Linked DNA regions of Gossypium hirsutum: region 1 is linked to region 2. Evidence: chromatin contacts called from public Hi-C data. All regions are on one chromosome and are shown on one strand. Each heading gives the region's core, a stretch centred on a gene start, on an enhancer-like site or on the middle of the called end of the contact. The rest is flanking DNA. Distances are from core to core; before and after follow the strand shown. Region 1 holds the start of LOC107886118 (dnaJ homolog subfamily B member 4). Region 2 has its middle 14 kb from the start of LOC121219056.

Region 1 (4,503 bases), core at 294-2,793, 310 kb after region 2:
TTCATTCTCCCAATATGATCCTATTTTATCTCATGGTAACCATTACATCTTCCTCAACAAAAACTCAATTATTAACAAATAATAATTAAACCATTTATCTCTAAGTCAAATGACTCGTGGCCACATTATTTTTCATCCGCCATGTAATGTCAATGAGAGGATATCATTTACACTTTATCGAGCCATGAATTCCATTGTTGTGGAATAATGCTACATCATGTAGAAATCTTGTACTCAACGTACCAACTTTTGGTTCATTATCTATTTGAACTCAATTTTTGATTTACATCAAAGTATACGAGTCACACATACATAGTCTATCACCCACTTAGGATTAAGGTATATCACACTATGAACGTTATAAGCGAATAAATTCGTAAATGGATCTAGGATCTATTCTACTTGAGTCATGTATAATGTACTTTATTATAGTCAGTCATATCTATGTCTCTATTTTTCAAGAGACATCTGCTTCTATACCTAAGTTAAGATATCTTCCAATTGGACTTGATAGACAACATATTAGTCTTTTATTCGATTTGCTCAATTTTGATTAGACTAAGAATGTATTTAGATGTATAATGTACTTTATTCCAGTCAGTCATATATATGTCTCTATTTTTCAAGAGACATCTGCTTCAATACCTAAGATAAGATATCTCCCAATTGGACTTGGCAGGCAACATATTAATCTTTCAATTGATTTGTTCAATTTTGATTAGACTAAGAATATATTTAGATTATCTATTAATATAAATTGTATTTCTGTATTACGATCCGATCACGTAATTCCATTTAATATTAGTTAAACGTGAGATAATCAATGAGTAAAATAAAGTATTATAATAAAAATTGATTTCGATTACTGAAGGTTTATGGTTTGTCATAAAATATACTTCATTCCCATGAGTAAGGATCAAACCTTGAAACTCCAAGCTTGTGATTATGGGATGAAGTAAACAACCACCACACCACGCCTCATCGTTATGTATAAAATTGGTGATTTTGATTCAAACTCTAAAAAAATCAATAAAGTTAACCTCCAACATTTACAAAATGTCAAATTATAATTTTTAAAAATGGTTGGTCATAAAATATACTTCATTCCCATGAGTAAGGATCAAACCTTAAACCTCTAATCTTGTGATTATGAGATGAAATAAACAACCACCACACTACACCTCATTATTTTATATAAAATTTGTGATTTTAATTCAAACTCCAAAAAATTCAATAAAGTTAACCTCCAACATTTACAAAATGTCAAGTTATATATATTTTTAAAAATTTATAAAATTTAAGATTTTAATATTTTTGAGCAATTTTTAATTATATGTATTTTTTAGACACAATGTCTAAATTACTTATAGCTCCTCCCACCACATAAATAAAAAGATAATGTATTTCTATATACTTAAATTCACATATTCCTATCTTAGGAATAATATAAATACCAATCAAATTACTAATATTTAAAAAAAAAATCGAATCCGTTTAAACTTTTGCATCTAAATATATCAATTGTTTGCCATATCTTAGAAACGTAGTTAGCAGCACGTTATTCGTATAGGCCCCATACCTTTTTGAAGATATCATCTTGTATTATTATATATTACGAAAAGATTCATTTTTTCTTTTTATTTTTTAACCGTCAGATCTTCTTTTCCCTTCACAGCCTTCCCTTCCATAATTCAGTTTCACATTCTCCGTTTCTTCCTCAATATTTTCTTTCTAGCCAAACAAACAGAAGAAAGAAAAAAAAAACACAGAATCATGGGCGTCGATTATTACAATATTCTGAAAGTGAATCGCCACGCCAACGAAGAGGATCTCAAAAAGGCTTACAGGAGGCTGGCCATGATTTGGCACCCCGACAAGAACCCTTCCTACAAAAGACCCGAAGCCGAAGCCAAATTCAAGCTTCTCTCCGAAGCTTACGATGTTCTATCAGATCCGAAGAAACGACAGATCTACGATCTTTACGGTGAGGAGGCTCTCAAATCCGGACAATTCCCGCCTCCTAACCAATCTCACGCTTCCACGTCGGCGTCTTATCCCCGCGGAGCTGGCCATTACTATAACAATAGTAATAATAATCAGAGGCAGCAGCAACCTAATACGGATTCTTTCAGGTTTAAGCCGAGGGATGCAGATGATATATACGAGGAGCTGTTTGGGGCGGAGGCCAATGGTGGAAGAGGAAATAGAGGGTTTAGAGAAGCGCATTTTAGGAATAGTAATGGTTACGGGACTAGTACCACTACTAGTAATGGAGAATTGAGGAAAGCCGCTGCCGTGGAAAATGTGTTGCATTGTAGCTTGGAAGAGCTTTATAAAGGTGCCAAGAAGAAAATGAGGATTGCGAGGAATGTTTTTGACCCTTCTGTCTCAGGGTAAGCTAAGCTTCTTCTTTTTTTCTTTTTTTTAATTTATAAGTCTTTTAACTTTAATGATGGATAAATTGATTTTTGTCTTTTGATATTATTATTTTTTATTGGGATTTATGCCATTGAAAAGACGAGAACTTTGTTTGTTTGATAGTGAAATGTTTGTTGGAGTACAAAGAACCCTTTTGTTGCTTGATGGCAGGCAATGCTATATTTTTAATTGCTTCTTATAAAGATGCAAATGATATATTCTTACTAGAGTTGACTGTTGAGTTTGAGCTACATTCTATTTGGCATCCAATGCTAGTGGTGTGAGTAATTAAGATACTTTTCCTCCAACTAGTAGTTCGCAATTTGAATAGGATGGATTGTTCTACATGATTGTTTTTTCTTTGGATTAAATTTCTTGTTCTTTTTGGTTTTACCTATGGTCAGAAAGTATTTCGAGTTGTTTGCTATGAATACCGGTCAACTGAAGCACTTTCACTTTTACTTAAATGGTTGACTCGAGGAAGGAAAGGTCATCTTCTGTTTTCTTGATGATCATAAGAAGTACCAAACCATAATTTTGTGGAATGTGAGATTAGCAATAGGCAAGCAGAGACTGTTGATTCTGTTAGCATTCCCTAGTCAGGTATTTCAGGTTGGTTAGAGATCATATGTTCAAACATTGCTACCCTCCTACCGTACAGAATAAGTGAATTCCTGTTAAGGGTGATCAACTATTTGAACATCACAGCTTTGAAGATGCTTTGTGAGGGAATCTAGTGATTTTGAGTCACCTAAATCTCCTCAATAATCTCACTTAAAATTTCTGTAAGGTACTTATCTCTTCTAGACTGTAAGACGCATTAGTAAGGACATTTTGTTCTCTGAAGTAAAGATTCTGGGAGTTGGATAATTCTGTTTCATTTTTTGGCAGGAGAATATTCTGGGATAAGAATTGGTTTATACACCCTGTATCATTCCATCTTTAAAGGCATCACCCCCAGTGGGGAATTCTGTTTATGGATCTTGCTAACATGTCATATTGTTCTTCTGGGTTGGCATAAATAATGGTTTCTGTCTTGGATTTTGTAGTTGTTTTGAGGTGGGATCCTTTTATTTGTTTTGGATGTATGGTTAAGTTTTAAAACAAGATTACCCAAGTCAAAGATGACTGTGTTTACTCCTGAAGTAATCTTTCCAAATGTAAGGACTAAATGTTACTGCAAATCTAATTTTCTAAAGTGCCAAATGATGCTAAGATACTCCTCGCTCTTATGAGTTATGAACCAAATATGAGTAACTCCTCCACCTCCAGGTCTTTTCCTTCTCAGAAGCTCCACAAAAAATGTGATTATCTACTTACATTGAGACAATATCTGGTCATGTTGCCGACAGGCTACTGTCTCTTGTGTATTCCCTTCTGAAATCTTGGGCTTTGAGCAAGAAAACATTTTCCCAACTTGGACATTAAACTCCATTCCAGTGAGTTGTAATTTGGTCATTTTAACTAACGCCCTTCCACATATCGTAGAGGTTGATTAGGATCAGTATTATTGTAGATTCGATGCTTCTGTATAGCACATAACAACTTAAGCTGTAACAGTTGAGGAAAAAAAAATGGAAAAGAGAATATAAAGCCCAAAAATGTTGCATTAGATCAACATTATAATTAAGATGAGTAAGAGCTTTGTCTTTAGTTTTACTTTTCCTCTTTAGGTGGATGCATGGTTTATGCCTATGAGAAATGTCTAGTACCTATCTTTCCTTTTTCACTACGGACCTAAGTGATATTCATATCCTTGATATTCCTTTGTGGCCTACTACACCAACATTTGCAGGGAAACAGTAGCTCCTCTTTTAGTGTATGCCATTAGAACATATCTGTTATTTGTGGCTATCTATGTGATTTTAAAAATCATCTAGAGAAGTAGAACAGAAAAACAATCATGAACTTTTTGTAGCATTCTCATGTTTGATAGATGATGCTAAGTCTGGCATTGCATTAGTTGGTTTCTATTCAATTTTGTTAATGGTCTTTGTGGTGTTATTTTCATGATTCCTTCTCTCTGTTACTTTGACCTGACAGCTAGGCTACTTTCGTGCAGTAAGTTTAGGACTCTGGAGGAGA
Region 2 (4,552 bases), core at 1,250-3,749:
GTGGCCCTGTCCCCAATTCCCATTCCCAAACAACCAATCAAATTCCAAAGGAAATAAAGTGACAGCCCTAGTGCTACATTATCTAAATGTTCCAAATAGGATAAAGGGTTTGCAAACAAAGGCCATTATAAATTTTGAGTATACAAACGAGTTAGACTGATTGTATTTCGATTGTAATATTAAATATTGATATTTGAGCATGTTGGACATTTTTTAAATTAGTTGAATGTTGTATGTTAAGGGTGAATGTCCTTCATGCTACTTTAGAGGCATGCACTTTGACCAAGGAAAAGAGTGCAGGATTTGTTTCTAAATTTAGCAGGGTACGTCCAAAACCCAGATTATATATATTTCTTACAATTTTACTACAACTGGTTACATATAAAGATGATAAGCAGCAAACAAAAACAAAAACAAAAACAAAAAAAAAAACTAACAATCTGACAACATTCTTTGTCAGTTGCAACATTATTCTAAACTTTCCTCGACTTAAACTTAACTCTTGATTTGAGACAACATGCATCTGACATCTTTGCTGTTTGGTCTCTCCTTTGGATCATCCAAAGTGCAGAAATACGCAATCTTCAAAACCAGAATCATTTGATCTTCAAACCCTTTTCCAATCAGTTTAGGATCTATGGCTGTTGTGGGTTGTCTGAAATCATGATGTTTCTCATCCATTTCACTAAACTCATCTCATCAGTGTGTTGAAAGAACGTATCAGATGGTAGCTTCCCCATCACCAAAACACAAAGTATAACCCCAAAGCTATAAATATCACACTTATCAGTGAACTTAAGTGTTTGATGATATTCAGGTGCGATATACCCCACAGTTCCAGCCAAATTGGAAGTGGTAATATGAGTTTGTGCATCAGGCATTGCTTTTGCAAGCCCGAAATCTGCGATCCTGGCTTCCATTTCATCATCAAGAAGGATGTTCCCTGGTTTCAAATCTCTATGAATGATTCGAGGGCTATGGTGCATGTGAAGATATTCAAGCCCAGCAGCCACTCCTTTTGCTATCCTCTGCCGCGCAAGCCAATCTAGCTCCCTTGTGCCTTCTGATACTTGTTGTAAGATGTCTTGCAAGCTTCCATTCTTCATGAATTCATACACAAGGTAGTGACAGTCGGGTCGAGAAATATGAGCCAACAACGGAAGGAGATTCCTATGTCGAATTTGGCCTACTGTGGTGATCTCTGATTTGATTTGACGCATTTTCTTGTTGAGAAGCTTGCTGTCTTCATCAGTTAACTCAGCTGCATCTTTTGGGGGTTGAATAATTTTCTTAATAGCAATCATTTTGCCATCACTTCCTGGTAATTCAGCTTTATATACTTCTCCACACCCCCCTTTCCCTATGATCTCCAATGAAGCCAACCCATCTTCTTTCTCTAAAAACGATAAATCCTCAGCTTTCTTAATCAATGGACTGAATATGGATGGACCAGGATCTTTAGCAGCTCCTAAAATGGTTGCCAACACCAGTTTAAACATAACAGAGAAGACGAACCCAGATATGCCTCCACCTACAGCTCCAGCAAAGAATCCCAACAGCCATTCCATTGCTTTTTTACTATTATTTTTGTGTCGGTGTTGAGTTACTGGTGATAAGATAGGACCTTCACTGGTTACTGATTTGCTCCCAATTGGTGATGGAGCTTGAGCTCTGCTTCTGCTATTATTTGTTGATTTCCTCTCAGCAAAAGTGTACCGTTTGGGGTACTGAGTTACTGTTGATTCATCAACTTGGCTCATCAATGGAGCTGAACCTTCAAGGAAATTGTTCCCTGAGAAATCAAAGAACCGAAGGTTTCGAAACGAACGTATAGATGATGGGATTTTCCCGGAAAACAGATTGTTGGCAAGGGAAAGATTTTCCAAGTTGGGAAAATACTTCAAGAAGGCCAAGTCACCGGTGAACTCATTGGAAGATAAATCGAGAACTCGGAGACGAACCAAAGAAGACAAATTCGACGGTATCTCGCCGGAAAACATGTTGTTTCGAATGTCGAGGATTTCGAGTTTTTTACAGTGAAAAACTTCATGTGGAACTGGGTTACCAATCCTGTTGTGGGAAACGGAGAGCTCTTTCAGCTCCGACAGCTTCCCAATTGCAGGAGACAGAGACCCATCAAGCATTTGGGATTTAAATACAAGCCTGGTGACTTTAAGGACATAAGTGTTGTCGTCGGCGAGTCTTCTCTCGCAGAAAACGCCGGCGGCTCTGCAAGGATCGGTGGCGGGGAACCGTTGACTGGCGATGCCCAAGTCTTTGAGAAGTGTGGAAAGAGCTTTGGAGTCTGAACGGTCGAGAGTTAGCCTTGAATGGGATATGAAGAAGAGGGAGAGGAGAGTGAGGAAGCGAAGGAAGTGACGACGACGGTGGGGTATTCCGGGAGAGAACGCCATTTAGGGCGGATTAAGGCGGGGTTGGTGGAGGGAGAGAAAAGAAAGGTAGTGGAAGATTATTGGATGCTCATATAGCTGCTATTAAATAATTAAATAATTAATTCCTTGGTTTTTTTTTATAAGTTGATACCGTGTGGAAAAAATGTGTATGTGGAGCCCATTTGAGTTGATTTTTCCCGTAAGCAAACGACGGTGGAGGTACTTATATAATTAATCAGTTTTCCGATTAAAAATTTACTTCATTTTTATTATTCACAATTGATCTAACGACAGGTTAGTTTAATTATTTCATCAGTTTAATAGTAAAAATAAATAAAAATTAATTTACTTTTTAATTTAACACATAAAAATTAATTTATTTAATTTTTAATAATAATTTTACCATCATCCAAACCAATTATTTTATTTATGTTGTTATGTTATAAAAAAAGTTTTTCTTCAGAATTATGTCATAATAAAAGTTACGTGCAATTATAATATTAAATTCAGATTTAGTTATGAATATGCTTTGTGATGTTAATTTGATTGTAGTTATTATTTAAAGTTTGGGTTATCCCATCATGTAAATCATTACTTTATTTTTTATATAAATTTATTTTGTTAAGTTTTATTTCATGTATATATACTTTATATATTTTAATTTAGATTCGAATATATTTTAACCATTAATTTTATTTTATAATTTTCATTTTAATTATTTAGATGTATTATTTATATTATAATTATGTTTATTATAATTTTTTCTTAAAAATAATTTAAAAACAATTATAATACTAATATAAAATAATTTGTAATTTATTATTATTATTTTATTATAATACTAATATATAACATATTTTATCACAGTGCATTAATTTAGATGTATTATTTATATTATAATTATGTTTATTTTATAATTATGTACATTATACCTGATGTATGTGTTTTGTACGTGTTTTCTGACAGTTCAACTGAAAAAGCTTTCAACTGGAAACGTTTTTCTCATGGGTATTTTGTGCTAGGGTTTTGTATTTTCGGGTTAGGGTTTAGGATAGGGTTTAGGGTTTTTGAAATGTTAAATAATTATTATTGTATTAGAAATTTAAAAACCTCATATTTTCATCGAAACTTGAAGTACTTGTTTGGGATGAAATATTAGTTTTTAATTTTTTTCACATTTTTAATACTAGTTTGATCCAATATTTTAGTAAATTATTTATCACAATGCATTAATATTGATGAGATAAGTTTTGAAATATATCTCGGGATATATTGTGGGTTTTTTGTCCCAAGTGAGTGTTGAAATTTGTAGAGAGATAACGCTCTAAGCAGGACACACAATAGTAGTTTTTAAAATTTTGCACATTTTTAATACTAGATTGATTCGATATTTTAGTAAATTATTTATCACAGTGCATTAATATTGACGAGATGAGTTTTGAAAATATATCTCGGGATATATACGATGGTTTTTTTGTCCCAAATGAGGGTTGAAATTTGTAGAGAGATAACGCTCCAAGTAGGACGCACTATCAGCAAAAGTACTGAAAGACCATCCAATTGGAAGCGCTTTCAACTTACATGGCACTGAAAACGCTTCCACTTGGACACACTTTCAATACTTTTGCTGATAGTGTGTCTTGCTTGGAGCGTTATTTTTCTACAAATTTCAACCCTCACTAGCCGGTGGGAATTTTCAGAATCAACTTTGAGCTCGTCCCCTGATCTATAAATGAAACATATTTTAGCCTTAAGTAACATAAGCCATTTACGAGCAAATAACCAGTTGTCAGAGAGATCAGAAGAAGAGAAGTTCATAGAGAAGGTATAAGTTAGAGCAATGACGCAATTTGCATAAAAGTAAAAATTGATTTTTGTTATTCATTAATTTTTTGCATAATATTTTTGTTTTGAACGTCTTGACAGGTTATTTGGTTGAAAATGAGTGGACGGATTAATGCTATTGTTTATTACAACGGTGAAATGTGTGACACTGAGAACAAGGTCATTTTTTTATTAGAAAACACAGTGCGACTGACTTTTAACTAGAACAGACAATTGTCAGAACTACGAATAAGAATTATGTGGAAAATCATTGGATCAACTAACTGAAAGTATCGTCCCTTTAATATCGATTTTGTGCGTCAGACAACTTATTA

The links. Hi-C and Micro-C count contacts between places; a contact is called where the count stands out from the background.
Region 1: a Hi-C map of leaf shows a contact between it and region 2, with 2.2 times the contacts expected there. The contact joins the promoter of LOC107886118 here to the enhancer-like site in region 2. A contact is called at or near these places in 3 of 34 Hi-C or Micro-C datasets (callus and leaf).

What each region holds. Positions count from the first base shown.
Region 1 is chrA03:17,154,730-17,159,232 of Gossypium_hirsutum_v2.1, forward strand. It overlaps LOC107886118 (dnaJ homolog subfamily B member 4), which reads left to right and starts at 1,544. Exons shown (of 2, transcript XM_041096571.1): 1 at 1,544-2,393; 2 at 4,481-4,503. The coding sequence starts at 1,774.
Region 2 is chrA03:16,845,517-16,850,068 of Gossypium_hirsutum_v2.1, forward strand. It overlaps the pseudogene LOC107886053. Among protein-coding and RNA genes, the nearest start is that of LOC121219056, 14 kb to the left of the region's middle. Within about 2 kb of position 2,500, at least 8 of the 9 cell types and tissues checked have an H3K27ac peak or open chromatin away from gene starts, as enhancers often do. A contact at or near this core is called in leaf, where this site is marked.